Regions from separate parts of the Triticum aestivum genome. Here region 2 is linked to region 1. A link is a contact called in public Hi-C data. All regions are on one chromosome and are shown on one strand. Each heading gives the region's core, a stretch centred on a gene start, on an enhancer-like site or on the middle of the called end of the contact. The rest is flanking DNA. Distances are from core to core; before and after follow the strand shown. Region 1 holds the start of LOC123078721 (AMSH-like ubiquitin thioesterase 2). Region 2 holds the start of LOC123074600.

Region 1 (6,575 bases), core at 2,023-4,522:
AAGAGAACTGAGTGTGCAAATCGATCGACGATAGAAAGCATGTTTGTGAAGGGTGAGTCTGGAAAAGACAAAGCAAAATGTCAATTGTTGACTTAACTGTTAAATTACAGAAGTTACTGCATCTAAGCACACTAAGAAAGCATATGCTCAAGTAACAAGTTTTGGTTAAAAAAGATGGATTCCATGCTGCTAAGTTCAGTGTGTTTTCTATAAGAAAAATATTGGTATTAATTGTGCTTTATGTTAATCTTCTTTCACAATCTTCTTTCAAATGTATTAGAATTGACAAACACAATAGTTTTAAATTGGCTGCAGCAATGGCCACAATTGCAGTATATTATTAAGTGGTGGAGACTGTATTCACGCTTTTATTAACAGTAACAGTGGATATTCAATGGTAACCATTATGAATATATATCTTAAAATATTTATGTTCTTACCTCCCGTGATATTCTTTTGAAAAAATAATGCTAGTTTCAAATCAGAAGACAGGAAAGTCAGATTACACACCCTAACTTAGCACTAAACACTGGATACAATGATACAGTTTTGTCTCATCATACCTATGTTCTTAGGCCATATGAGGTAGGCTAGCCATGTGTATTTATTTCATTTACAATATTATAAACCAACAGAGAACTGAATTCGATGAAGTATGGAAATGTTCAGATATCTACATGTATCCACCCTGCAGGGTAAAGTGACTGCTCTGATAATACGGCGTGTATCTCCTCCTCGTTAGAAGCTTGACACTGCATTTGGAAACAGGCAGATTCAGATAGATAAATGGAAGCAAGACACATTAAAGTAAGATGGCAAATGATATGTTGAAAGGTAAAATGACAAGTTAAACAACATAATGTCTTTTTTTTTCAAACCATACAGTTACTGACATACTGAGTGAGCAGTTCCTTCTTGCTTTGGAATGATCAATGTTGTCACATAATAAGTTCCATCCCTCTGCAAATAAATGTAAAATAAATTAAGATGCAAATGTGAATATATATCAAGACTAACAGTGCTCACATTGGTATCTAATTCTTCTCCCAACTGCACTTACAAATGAAGCACCAAGAATTCCACAGGTCTCTAGATTATTGCTTGTATTCTCCTTTGCAAGTTCCATGAATTCGTCTGTCAATCTCACTGACTGCAAGACACACATACATCAGCAATTTTATCTAAAACTTGAGTGTCTTCACATGCTCCAAGGAAGAGCACACACTCAGAGAAGGGGATTAGAAATGAAAACAGAACGTACTATTTGCATGTCATGCAAATTGCTAGATGCAGAAGACTGCCCAAATGAAGGTGTTGATTGATCATCCACGTATTCAGTATCATGACTAAAAGGAACATCGCCAAAGCTAGAAAGGTCTTCTATCCAAGAAACTATAGGAGACGGAAAGTGGTGCTTCACAGGGTAGGCGCCGATATCGCGATCCATTGTTGTTGGTAGATTAGCTTGGTAGTGGGTGATCTTTTTAGCATCTGCAGTATGTAGATATATCGTTTCACCAGGTGTTGAACGCGTCCTGCATTTTCTGGTAGTGTTTTCAGATCTGCATCAGCATCACATGTCAAAATGTTATAAACTCATAATGTTGTAGCAGAACTTTTTTTTTCGAGAAAACGCAAAGCGATTTTTGCGTTTCATTGCATTGAAAAGGTGAGAGAGTACATGCCTCCTAGGAGGATGTTGTAGCAGAACTACAGTCAGAGATAAAGAAAAATAAGAGACTAGCTGGTATGGTATACCTCCCGCAACTCATGGCTGTTGGCGCTCAGTGGGGCCTAATTCCAACCTGGAAATCAAGAATTGTCAAACAATTAGGAACAGAGAAAAGAGTGGCAGCATTTTACTCATTTATTTTAAAATGTAGCAGCTTCAGGAGATCTCAACCGCAGCAGCACGTGGCCTTAAGCATCAGTTAGTCAAACTAAACAGACTTGCTTTTTCCAATCCCAATAAAGAATGATCAACATCATCTAAAACACATAAAGTAGCGCTGCCATAGGCCATGAACCCAGTCACATGCACCACTGATCAAAGCCTCAAGCTCGCGATCAATGGGTAACGGTAGTGGCCGTGGCCATGTATTGCTTTAGAAGAACAAAAATGTAACAACCTACTCCCTCCGTCCCGAATTACTTGTCGCATAAATGGATAGAAATGGATGTATCTATAACTAAAAATATGTCTAGATACATCCATTTTACGTGACGAGTAATTCCGGACAGAGGGAGTACATAATAATTAGTCTGATTAAGGATCAGCTCAGCTCGACATACTCCCTCCATTGACAAATACTCCCGCCGTCCCGAATTACTTGTCGCAGAAATGGATAGAAATGGACTTAACTAAAAATATGTCTACATACATCCATTTATGTGACAAGTAATTTCGGGCGGAGGGAGTATAAGATATTCTAACTATTTTCTGAACCGGATGTATATAGACACGTTTTAGTGTGTTTGTTCACTCATTTGAGTCAGCATGTAGTTCATATTGAAATATCCAAAAGACCAAAACATCTTGCACTATTTGTGATCAACGGAGGGAGTACCAGCAACCACCGAACTACCAAACATGTACAAAGACAAGCCACCACGTTGTTAGCAAAAAGAAAAGAAAAAAAGCCAAGCTACCACCTCGCCGAAGGAGACTATCCTTATCTTCCCCGGCCGGGACCGGGAAATCTGCTAATCTCTGTCCAAGAATTTCGTGGGCCGCCAGCCAGCCAGCTAGGGCAAAGCAGCCGCGAACGCACGGAGAAGGGAAGGGAGGTCGGGGAAGAGGGGAAGGGCGGGCGCTCACCGGGGGTAGTCTGGACTGGAGGAGTTTTGCTGGAGCCGAGGGGAAGCCGAGGGGGGAGAGGGAGGGGAAAGGCGAGCAAGCGATGGGCGCGTGATGCTGATGCTCTTGTGTTGTCCGACGCGAATCGAAAGCCGCAGCCGGTTTCAGAATGAGATTGCGTACACACACACGTCGCCGTCAGAGGGGCCGTGCATGCCATACACATCATCGTCCGTCGCACAGCAAAGAAAAGAAAAGAAGGGATTAAAAGCGAGACAGAATTTCAACTATAAAAAAAAGCGACAGAGAATTTGAGATAAGGACGACAAGTCCGAGGCCCGGAAGGTGCCGACGGGAAGCGAGCGCCGTGGCTGGCGGCGCCGCGGTGCGTTGGGACTCCGTGTCCTCTGTCTGCGTGTCGGCTGGGCATTCGGGCGAGGGGCGTGACGCCGCGTGCGACGTTGCCGACCTGCCTGTGCCTGGCAGAGCGCGGGACGGAGAGGGTGGACAGTTTGTTGGGGAATCGGGAGGCGTCACGTTTGCGCGCGTGGGTACGCTTGTGATCTGCTCCCCACAGCCAGAGTGCAACATAAACGGAGCAAGTGTCAAGAAGGTTGTAAGGTTCTCCTACGTTTTCGTGTCAAGAAACGTGAAATCATGCGCCGTATCATTGAGCAGGACTTCAGCTGATCTTGCTTGCAGAGCTCAGTGTGATAGTTTCACACGCTATTAAATAAATTTATAAAATATAGGAGTAATATCCATCAATCATCTTTCAGTAGAGCAGCACACGCAGCCTTGTGCAAATCTCTTACAGTAGCATATTACAAAGCTAAGAAACCATGTATCCGCAAGGACAACATCCACACGGTGATTTAGAATGTTTAGCAATCAACCGGTTGCTTTAGCCCCTGCATCATCAAAAAGCAGCAACCACTTTAACGCGTCTATTTTACATGCCATCCCATCTACTATTCCTTGCTAAGGTGCATGATAGTGACTAGCCATCTTTCCGGTTGCAGAATCATCTGCGGCGTTTGACAAACAATAATTCAGAATCCTTTTACAGTACCTGATTATGTCCTGCTCCCTGCAAGGGAAGATGCAGTCAAATTTCCCAACACTTCTCAATCAACAACAGCAGATGATGAAGCAAATTTTTTTCCTTAACCCAATGTAATAAGTAGATTATGATATCCCTCCATCATGAAGCAATAGCTATGCCTGGGTGTCCATTGATCCAGTGAAGAAAAGAGAAAGGGGAAAATAAACATTTGCAATCGAGAAGTCTACATTTAAATGTACAGATGGTACATGCTGCCGACCATATGTAGAAGCCAGTGGCGGAGGACAGAAAAAAAATTAGGTGGGGCTGACTCTAAGCACAATATATTCTGATGGAAGATCAAAGTAGTCCATACACACTAAAATGCACACACATGTTTTTACATGATCTTAAACATAATAAACAAATTAAATGGAAGAATAAATACACTTAAACGGAAACAACTTAAAGATACACTTTATTGTCTAAAGAACACAACAAAGGCAGTGCCCTACCACTCTGGGGTTCGGGACTTCGTGTGATTGCGTTGTGGCCTGCAGGTCCGTGAACGGCGAACGGACGAAGGAACCACGTGTCTGTTTTTTTATTGATAATATTGAGATTGAGAAACAACGAACTAGTCTGGTGGATTCGGGCTCTTGAGCGTTGCATCGTTAGTTGCTTGCTATTGGCCCAATAACGGGGACTATGCTTGTACGATCGTGTAACTACATAAGAACCGGCGATTTTCTTAGCCGGCTTACATCGATCAATCTAATACACATGCCTAAGGAAAAATCGTAGGAAATCAAGGTAGGACGAGTGCCCCATGTCGCCCTACCGAGAGCTCCGCCCCTGGTAGAAGCTATTCATGACTCAAAAGTCCATTTAATAATTGTATAGATTCTGCAAGATGTAAAATGACGTTGCCCAGTTGTTCACCCTATGCAGTTTCTTAACACTGACTGTGTCAAAAAATGTCTTATATTTTGATGAGGGAGTATTTACCAATACACACTAATGAGAATGGGGTGCCACCCCACGTTATAAGTTTGAATAACTATGTGCTGACTTACCATCATGACAGTTTAGCCAGGAGTTTTTCCACCATGCTTTTTTGTTGTAAGCGACTATAAGATTCTGATTCTTTAATTGCACTTGATACAACAATGACATTACTTGGCGAAGGAGCATTCACCTACAGGACATAAATAAGGTATATAAGCAATTAACAGGCACGGCGTGCATTACTAATTCCCAAGTCTTCAAAAGAGAAAGAAAAACACGATTATATCAGAAGCATACCCATACTCGACCATTCAGTCCAACAGCTATCTCAAATGATAATTTTTTCCCAAGGGCCTCTAGAAGTGGACATGTTGGGGAACTTAAAAGCCTACAAGTAATCAACATAATAAATATATAAAGGGGAATAGTAATACTAGCACATTACTGAAAGATTATGGCATGCATTCATCTCACATTCTTGCCAGGCCAGTTGATGTTTCAAACGTATAACCACTTTTCAGTTGACCAAATTCAGCAGCTTTTCCACTTGCTGTAAAAGATAGTTCATATCATTATATTTCGATAGCAGTACAAGGAAACTAATATGCAACAGTCTGGCACAAAACAGTGTACTCCACAGATATCACAGCCATATGAGCAAAGATTCCCAACATGATGTATTTTTGAACTTCTAATTTGAAACTCGTAGAAACACTGAATTATGAAATTAGCAAGTTACCATCCATGCATGAAAGCTCTGGGTTCATAATGCTATTTGCTTTCACCACTCTGGCATATATTAATGTACCAATCTGCAGGAGAAAACATGCAGTAAGTATTTATAATAACCATGCATCAAGCTCAACGAAGGAAACTGAATACTAGGCACAGAAACTGCAAACTTTCGGAATCATTACAAGCTGAGATCATATTTTTAAGGCATACTCTTTCCGTCCACGAGTAAGTGTACATATAAAAATTTTAGGACAAATTATGGAGTGGAGAAAAAAATACATTGGGAAGGTGTAAGCCACCATCTCTCTCCTCTTTAATTACCCCACCACCAATGAGCCAAGTGTATGTAAAAAATGAGGAGCCCATGTGTTGAATGTTACTGGTCTTGATTACCGTGTAATGAGAGAGAAACATTTTTTCTACTTTAAAGTGCATTGGGAAGATAGAAGCACTCTTTTGTGGACAAATTTTAAATGCTAAATGTACACTTATTCGTGGATGGAGAGAGTATCCTCCCTACTTTTAAGTATAACACCCGCGTCCAGTATTTGACAAATTGTTACAACACAAACATCATTGAGTGCATGTAATGAATTTGAAACTACATAACGGGGCCCACCGGCTATTTCAATATTAACGACTGAGGATGGATAGGAATCAACAAACAAGTGAAATTGACCAATAAAAATGACAAAAATACATCACAAACAAAAACAGCTCAACACTTTTCAAAATTTAATGATCAAACCCTATATTTTGCATAAAAACAATCATTTAAAAACGTATGCACTCCATACAAGATAAACAAAAAACTAAAAATTGCACCATGTAAGATTTCAGTATCTACTAAGATACAAAATAATTTGATCCAATCAATGAATTCATGTTAATTTTATAAGAAAAAACATATGATATGCCAAATAGCCACTCAAAGAAAAATCATTAAAGTTCAATGGCTAACCAAAAATATGGTAAATCTCTCCGATCTAA
Region 2 (7,229 bases), core at 1,312-3,811, 170 kb before region 1:
TCTTTGATCTCACCGGTTCACCATAGAAAACCATGAACCGCCATTCCCTACTCCCAGTACTCTCGTTATCAATGTGTGTTCGGTTGTATGATTTTAAATTGTCGATCAAGTCATTATTCCAAAACAACACTAGTCCAACACTCCCCCTCGCTCTTAACACCAAAAGAATGCCTGAGCCCCAAAGTAAACCTTAACTCTCGTAGCAGAGAGTTAGGTCTCCAAGAGAAAGACCAAACACATACGATGCAACTATACCAAGTTGCGAATTTCTTGAACTATCTCGGACTGTCCACAGACCTGAGAGTTTAGACTTAATATATTCATTGCTCTCGGCATTCACGCCCGAGGGGTGTCGTTGATCCTGCTAGAGATTCATCATGCTCACCACTGTCAATAGCCTCCCCATCTACCCCCTTCAACTTCTTCTTGTGTGCATTTTTCCGTGGAGTAGCACTCGGATCCTTGTCATTCCCATGAAATAAGTCCACACTATTTGTCACCTTTGATGAAGGAACCACTTGTATTATTGCTCGATCAGGATTCTCATCGTCTATGCCCCATACACTAAGTCCATGGCCAGTCGCTTCCTTGTTGCAGGTTCCTTCTCAGCTATGGTAACATCTCTTTATATGTTCTGGATTAATGGTATATATGCAGTGCTGGAGGGTTCTGCGAGGCACTTGGATCCAGCTGCATCTCGAATGCAGCATTCCAACGCCAGCTCTTTAGGGATCATAGCTGTTGTTATTGCCTAATAAGAAAATTTCTTCCATTCTCTTTAGTTACGGGAAAACCAAAATTAAAACTATTATTTTATAGCAAGTGCAATTTTCTGTAAAAAAACCCCCTCTCCGAAATCCTCTACGGAATAACGGTACTTCCAAATCCTAATCCTAAAAGGCACCTGCTCCGAAGGAAATTATCGTAAATAGAGGTTTTTAAATCCAGCGCTAAATTGATTTTTTTTCTCAGAATGATTTCTTGATCAAAAGAGGCTTCATAGCTGACGCCAAGCACAAATTCTTCCGACTGATTCCTTTTCTTATCACAACCGTTCTTTGTGGCAGAAGTTTTTACTGGTTCTCTAGGAAAGTATGTTGCTCTTGTGGAAACCCCACTCTAATTAGATATTAATAGATTAGTGTCAGACGCGGGGAAAGGTTGGATTTTCCCATGAGTGGACCTTTTTTTTTTTACTTTTTTAGAAATCCTAATTTTTCTTGATTATGGCTACTTTGGGGATCATAGACGTTATTATTGCCTATGGTATGCAAACCATCATGCTCTGTCCTGAACGACCTCGTCCTCCACCACTTCCAGAACCTCATCCTCCACTCGTTCTTCCAATTGTCAGCTAGAATAAAACCCCCCTACTCAAACTTCGTAGCATCATGCTCTCCCGTACCACACTCCTCAAAGCAATGCCCACAGATCCCACAATGATTATAGAAAACTGGTAATTTCTCATAAATTACTTGGTACCAATCCTTCTTTCCATCCTTTTGGTATGGATACAAAACATTCCAACCTCTTTTTTACATCAAGACTTACTTCCGCCCTTATGACAGCTCCAACATAACTAGCTGGTAATTGTATCCGAGTTTCGATGATCTTGCCCATCTTCCTACATATTCCCTTGATCATGGCCTCATTCAGATAGTTGTCAGGTAGTTTCAAAATCCTTGCCCAGACCGCCACCTTGTCCAGTACCACGGACTTAGGGTTTCGTGAACCCATCATATTCAACTAGGATAACCACTTGATTTCCAAAAAAGGGGGCCTTTCAACATCGCGGTGTTCCAGTCACCCAAACACCCAAACTGAATGGTAAAGAACTTATCTTTGATCAGTTGCCAATGTGCTTCTTTCACTGGATTCCATGCATACCTCATGGCCAGACTAAACCCCTTACTAGTGTGAACCCTAGTCCATGACCAACCACTTTGCTTGAACTTTTGGCACAACCGGATCATCCTCCCAAAGGAAGTCCTCTCCATCATTCCCATGCAGATCAAGACGCTTGATCAGATCTTCCACGTTTCCCGACTCATGTTTCCTGCCGCCACTTCCTCCACTCTTCATTGCCTGAACTAAATTGGAAATCCCCCGTCGAACCTCCAAAACCTCGTCGGCCGAGGCGAGGTAGAAGCGTGAGGCTTCCCCTGGATCAACACGAGCCGCTAGATCCGCCGGAGGTAGACGAGTTAGCCGGAGGGGAGACCGACCTGAGTAGACAAAACTCTCGACGTAGCCGCCGTTAGAGGAGCCCTAAACCCTAGCTTGAGCGCTCACTCTTTTGGAAACTGAGCGCTCCTTTGGCCCCATTTAGCTCCTTTTTGTCTTCATTTAGTTCGTGTTTTTTGGGACTTCTAGCCTGAGCAGCAACTTTACCACGCACTGACACGTTTCTCACGCCGCAAACCAAACGCGCCAGGTTCAGGCGTTCAGCTCCTGGGTACTGACCTGTGGTACCCAGAACGCAATAAGGCCCATCTGTCAGCTTGAAGGAGTTATCTTTCACACCGCTCTGTGTTCACTTGCCGCCGCCACCGGCTCAGGCCGAAAAAACGAACCCGACCCAGCCAAGCAAAAGGAAAGAAGCCACACATAAAGGCAAGCGATCAAATATCTATCCTTCAACCCGCAAAAGGCGAGGAGAGAGCCATGGAGGACAGAGACCATGGCCCCGCTGAGAACCTTCCTGAGTCTCCACACCGCATCGTCGACGGCGACGAGGAGGGAGACGAAGACGGAGACGGCTTCACCTTCCCCGTCCTACCGTTCGTGGCGGACGCGCACATCGTGCCCGTGTACCCCGTCTTCGGCCGGCCCCCGCCCCCGCCGCCGGCGGCCTCGGTCGACGAGCAGGAGACGGCCACCGTGCGCGTGCCGCTGGGGCGGCTCCTGCTGGAGGAGCGCGACTTCCGCGCGAGGCAGAGGGACGAAGAGGGCTCCGGGGCCGGCGAGCTGGAGGGCGTGGCGCCGGAGAGTTACTGCCTCTGGGCCCCCGGGCAGTCCACTCCGGCGTCCCCGCGGCGGTGCCGGAAGAGCAGCTCCACGGGGTCGGTGCTCCGGTGGCGTCGCATCAGCGAGCGCCTCGTGGGGCGGAGCCACAGCGACGGCAAGGAGAAATTCGTCTTCTTGGACGCCACCTCAGGGCCTCCCAAGCAGGGGGACGTGGTGGAAGGGGGCAGCAGGAGCGACGGCGGCGGTGGCGCCGATGCCCACGGATGGAGCTATTACAGCAAAGGAGGAGGAGGTGGAGGAGGAAGCGGCGGCGCTGGCCGGAGGAGATCTTACCTCCCGTACAAGCAAGAGCTTGTCGGGTTGTTCGCCAACGTCAGTGGGTTACGGCGAAGCTATCCCCCGTTCTAATGCGTTTCTTGGCTTCTCTCTCTACCCCGTCAATATTTTCTGCTTTTGTGTGCATAATAGTATCGCATAACCTTGGTAGTGTTATTAGAAATAAAATTGGTGTGCTTATATATTAAATTAGGATATGCTTGGCTAAGGTAAATGTAAAAACCACACCATCTCAACGATAGAGATCGGAGAAGGATAGACTATTTTGTAGGTTCTCTGTTTGCTTGCACACTTCAGTCAGAAAGAACTGCTGTTCTTCTGTTAGTTCTGATCTTTTTGTTTTCATCAATCTCAGGGTAGGATAGAACTGCCCATTCTAATGATTGTACGGGAGAGAATTTTGTATGTTGATTGGTAGTTTAGGTGAATTCATGTATGGTGTAACCTCTTTGTTTTGTTCGAGCGTGTCCTTTTGGGCAAAGCTCTGGGTGGCGGCGTTATTAGTTGATTTTAATACTGTGACGTTGTACTAATAGTTTTCATACGCATACGTACAAAACAATTCATGCCTCGTTGTCTTATTGGTCCTCCACTCCACATTGATGTCGCCAAAGCAATCTGTACGTTAAGACGTCAGTACAGAGACTGTTCTATTTTTGTGCTTGGAACAAGATCCATAATTTCAATGATGTTCACTTAATCACGTAGAGTACAATATACTTTTGCAGAGCAGTCAAACAGTTCATGCTCGCATGTATACAAAATTGCAAACTTGGACTCTGATTCTGTCGATTATATACTACAACTAAGTACGAGTATATTGTAGTGGGCTCTTACGATAAGCAAGAATTTTGCTGATGTATACCCAGTTGCCAACTACGACATTTTCTCCGTAGTGAGATGAATTGCATTTGTATATGTGTCCTCCAGATGCGGAGAGAGCATCTACAATTATGCAGGTCGTAACCAAATACACCAACTACTGGATGTGATGGGACCTGAATCCCCAAAACTTTACTCCTTGGAGCTCGCCTGCTTGGAGGTTCCCCGTCAAGACGCCCATCCATCCATCCATCAAGTAGGCGACGGGTTCGACCGCGACAGCCGCTTCGCGGGCCGAGCTGCTAACCAAAACCCACCGGCAACCACACTTCTTTTTGCGATGAAACCAGCAACCATACAGATGTCACTACTCTTATTATACCTTACCTTAATTCGGGCGCTTTTATTCCTGTATTCATTTTTTAGAAATTCAAACGGTTGTTAGTAGCATTTCTTTAGGAAAAGGGTTGTTCAATTTTGGGGACGGACGGCAAAGCTAACGTGGCCACCTCTGTACCGGCCGCTCGCCACTTTATTGCTGCACAAGCTATAACCTAAGCTATCCTGCTGGTAGCTAGTAGAAGTGTAGAACGCACAGCACAAAGGTCAGTCACTAGCATTAGCTGGTGAACGCGCCTAGTGCGGTGGCCGCCGTCGACTAAAATTAAGCCGACTCGCTAGCCTAGCCTTAGTCTAGACATATGTGATCTGTCGATCGGCCGGGCAACAGAGTGGCGACAGAGGCGCGAGGGAGGTCCCTTCGGTTCCAATCCATCTCCATGCCCCTTGCCGCGCGTGCGTGTGGCCGCCATGATTGTCTGCATGGATGATCTGATTCGGAGTGGATCTATGGCGGCTAATCTCGTCGACCGCCGATGTGTCATCAGTGGGCGGGCGGGTGTGAAACAGAACGGACGGGCACGCTGGTGCGGCAGCGGCACACGGCATGACGCGGGCACGACGTGCGTGCATGCGTGAGGCCCCGGCTCGGCTGTCTACCCGTCTTGCAGACGACATCACGGTGCAACGTCGGGCAAAGTCCGAGCGGCGTCCAACGGGGAGGTCCATGCTCTTTGGACGGCGACGCCGCCCCAATGTAGGAATATGTTCTCCCCGCCCTATCCCGTTTAGTGAGTGAAATTATCACCGGTGGAGGCCGTGTGGAGTTGTATCTCCGACCGATCTTTCAAGATTCGGTTCGTTTAGGTTTCCGGTGGATTCGTATGAATCCGGCCAACTTCCCTGATCTTTGAAGTTTCTACAGTCCCTTACCGACGTTTCCTTCTCTGGGGCGACGATTTTCTTCACAAATCATGGCCGCCAGCGTCTCCTGGTTTGCATTGACGACTTCCCGCCCGCTGCTTCTACGAGCTCCTGGATTTAAAAAGTTTGCTCCGCCGAGGCGGAGGCCCAGAGGCAAGCTATGCTCACGATGCACCGCCAGTGAATGTAGTAAGAAGACCTCAACACTCCCACGTTTTAAATGTAACTTTATTCTTTTGTAAGAGTGTGTTTGTAAGGACATGTGATACTTAATATATGGTCTCAAGATTTTTAGTAAAAAAATCATGGAAAAAGTTTAGCATGGTTTGACCCATGATCCAAAGTTTTGCACGATCTGACCTTTTGGTCTACCGCCAAACTCTTGGGTTGTAGGTTACCGGGTCATCGCCAAAGTCAACGGTGGTAGACAATGATCCACGCCCGTTGACCATGCCGATGTGGCAAAGTGGCTACCGCCAACGGTAGCTGTGGTAGCCTAAGTATCCTACCACGGGGTCCTTGGGCGATAGACCCTAAGGGGTTAAAGGCCTAACGGGAACGCGGGGTGGGCCAGCCACCCACGCGCCCCACTGATACGTCTTAAACGTATTTATAATTTTTTTATTGTTGTTTGTATCATCTTGGCATAGTTTTGCATCTGGACTAACCTATTAACTCAGTGCCCAATGCGAGTTGTTGTTTTCTGCATACTTTTGGACTTGCAAGAAAATCAATCTTACCAAGCTCCAAAAATACCCAAAAAGTCCAGAAATAGTTTTGAGTTAGGAAGCTTCCAGAGGAGACCTGTAGACCCCACATGACCAGGGCGTGTGGTCAGGGTGGCTGCTTGGTGGACGCGTGTGCTCCTCTGGACCACCTTTCTACCGCCTCTCGACGCCTATTTTTTTCGTTCACTCTGAAAACCCTATTGATCGAGGAGTTTTTTCTGTTTCTGTCGTTGCAACTCTCTATTCCATGGCGATCTAATCTGGAGGCATTTTTCGATACTCTGCCGAAGGGGAAAATCATCACAGTGGCCATCTCCATGAACTTGACGGTCACCAGATCACCTGTTTGTAGTTTTCTTTGGACTATGAGTCCATAACAGTAGCAATGGTTTTCTATGTCTTGCTTCTCAATAAAAATATCACTTAAGCTGCCCTACATCATTGTGATTCATTTGGTATAATCTTTTGGTGTGTTTGTTGTAATGTGATGAATTGTCAGTAGGACTGATCATCAATGATTTTTTTAGATCAATTTGGTTTATTTGCTGCATAAGTCTTAATCATATGTGCTCTCCAATCTATTTATCATTTTTGGCCAAGTTTAATGAATGATCTTCAAGAGGGAGTTGCGTATAACAGCTGGGTTCAATCTTGTAAGTAATCTACCACAGTGAGAGAAAGTGACAAAGGCATGTATTGTGTTATTGCCACTAGAGATAAAAAATGGTTGCGTACTTGTCCTTTGGATGGAGGATGAAGATAATATATCATCTACTTCATGTCATCATACTTAATGCAATTGGATAACGGTCTTGGGTGGAGTATTAGGTATAGATGCAGTCGGATAACGGTCTATAGATGTTTGGACGTGGTGTTCATATGTAGTTATGCCATGTATAATCATAGTGATAAAAACTACAATTAAATTGATGTGCAACTGTGATTTGTTTACCACACCATGCTATCATTTGGAGAGAAATCACTAGTGAACCTATGGATCCCAACCATTCTTCTTTATATTTCTTCCAACCTCGATCAACTCTCTCTACAATTCTTTTTTTTTTGTAATCGATCTTCCACATGTTGAGATCCTTGGATCATCTAGGGTAAATT

Evidence for each region. Hi-C and Micro-C count contacts between places; a contact is called where the count stands out from the background.
Region 2: a Hi-C map of leaf shows a contact between it and region 1, with 3 times the contacts expected there. The contact joins the promoter of LOC123074600 here to the promoter of LOC123078721 in region 1. A contact is called at or near these places in 2 of 5 Hi-C or Micro-C datasets (both in leaf).

The regions. Positions count from the first base shown.
Region 1 is chr3D:334,067,198-334,073,772 of IWGSC CS RefSeq v2.1, reverse strand. LOC123078721 (AMSH-like ubiquitin thioesterase 2) reads right to left here and starts at 3,272. Exons shown (of 9, transcript XM_044501313.1): 1 at 2,653-3,272; 2 at 1,759-1,805; 3 at 1,262-1,562; 4 at 1,061-1,150; 5 at 898-960; 6 at 678-752; 7 at 1-58. The coding sequence starts at 1,772. LOC123078722 (putative exosome complex component rrp40) reads right to left here. Exons shown (of 10, transcript XM_044501314.1): 6 at 5,590-5,662; 7 at 5,325-5,400; 8 at 5,148-5,238; 9 at 4,919-5,040; 10 at 3,509-3,887. The coding sequence ends at 4,921.
Region 2 is chr3D:334,236,566-334,243,794 of IWGSC CS RefSeq v2.1, reverse strand. LOC123074600 reads left to right here and starts at 2,561. Exons shown (of 1, transcript XM_044497399.1): 1 at 2,561-3,884. The coding sequence starts at 2,665. The coding sequence ends at 3,375.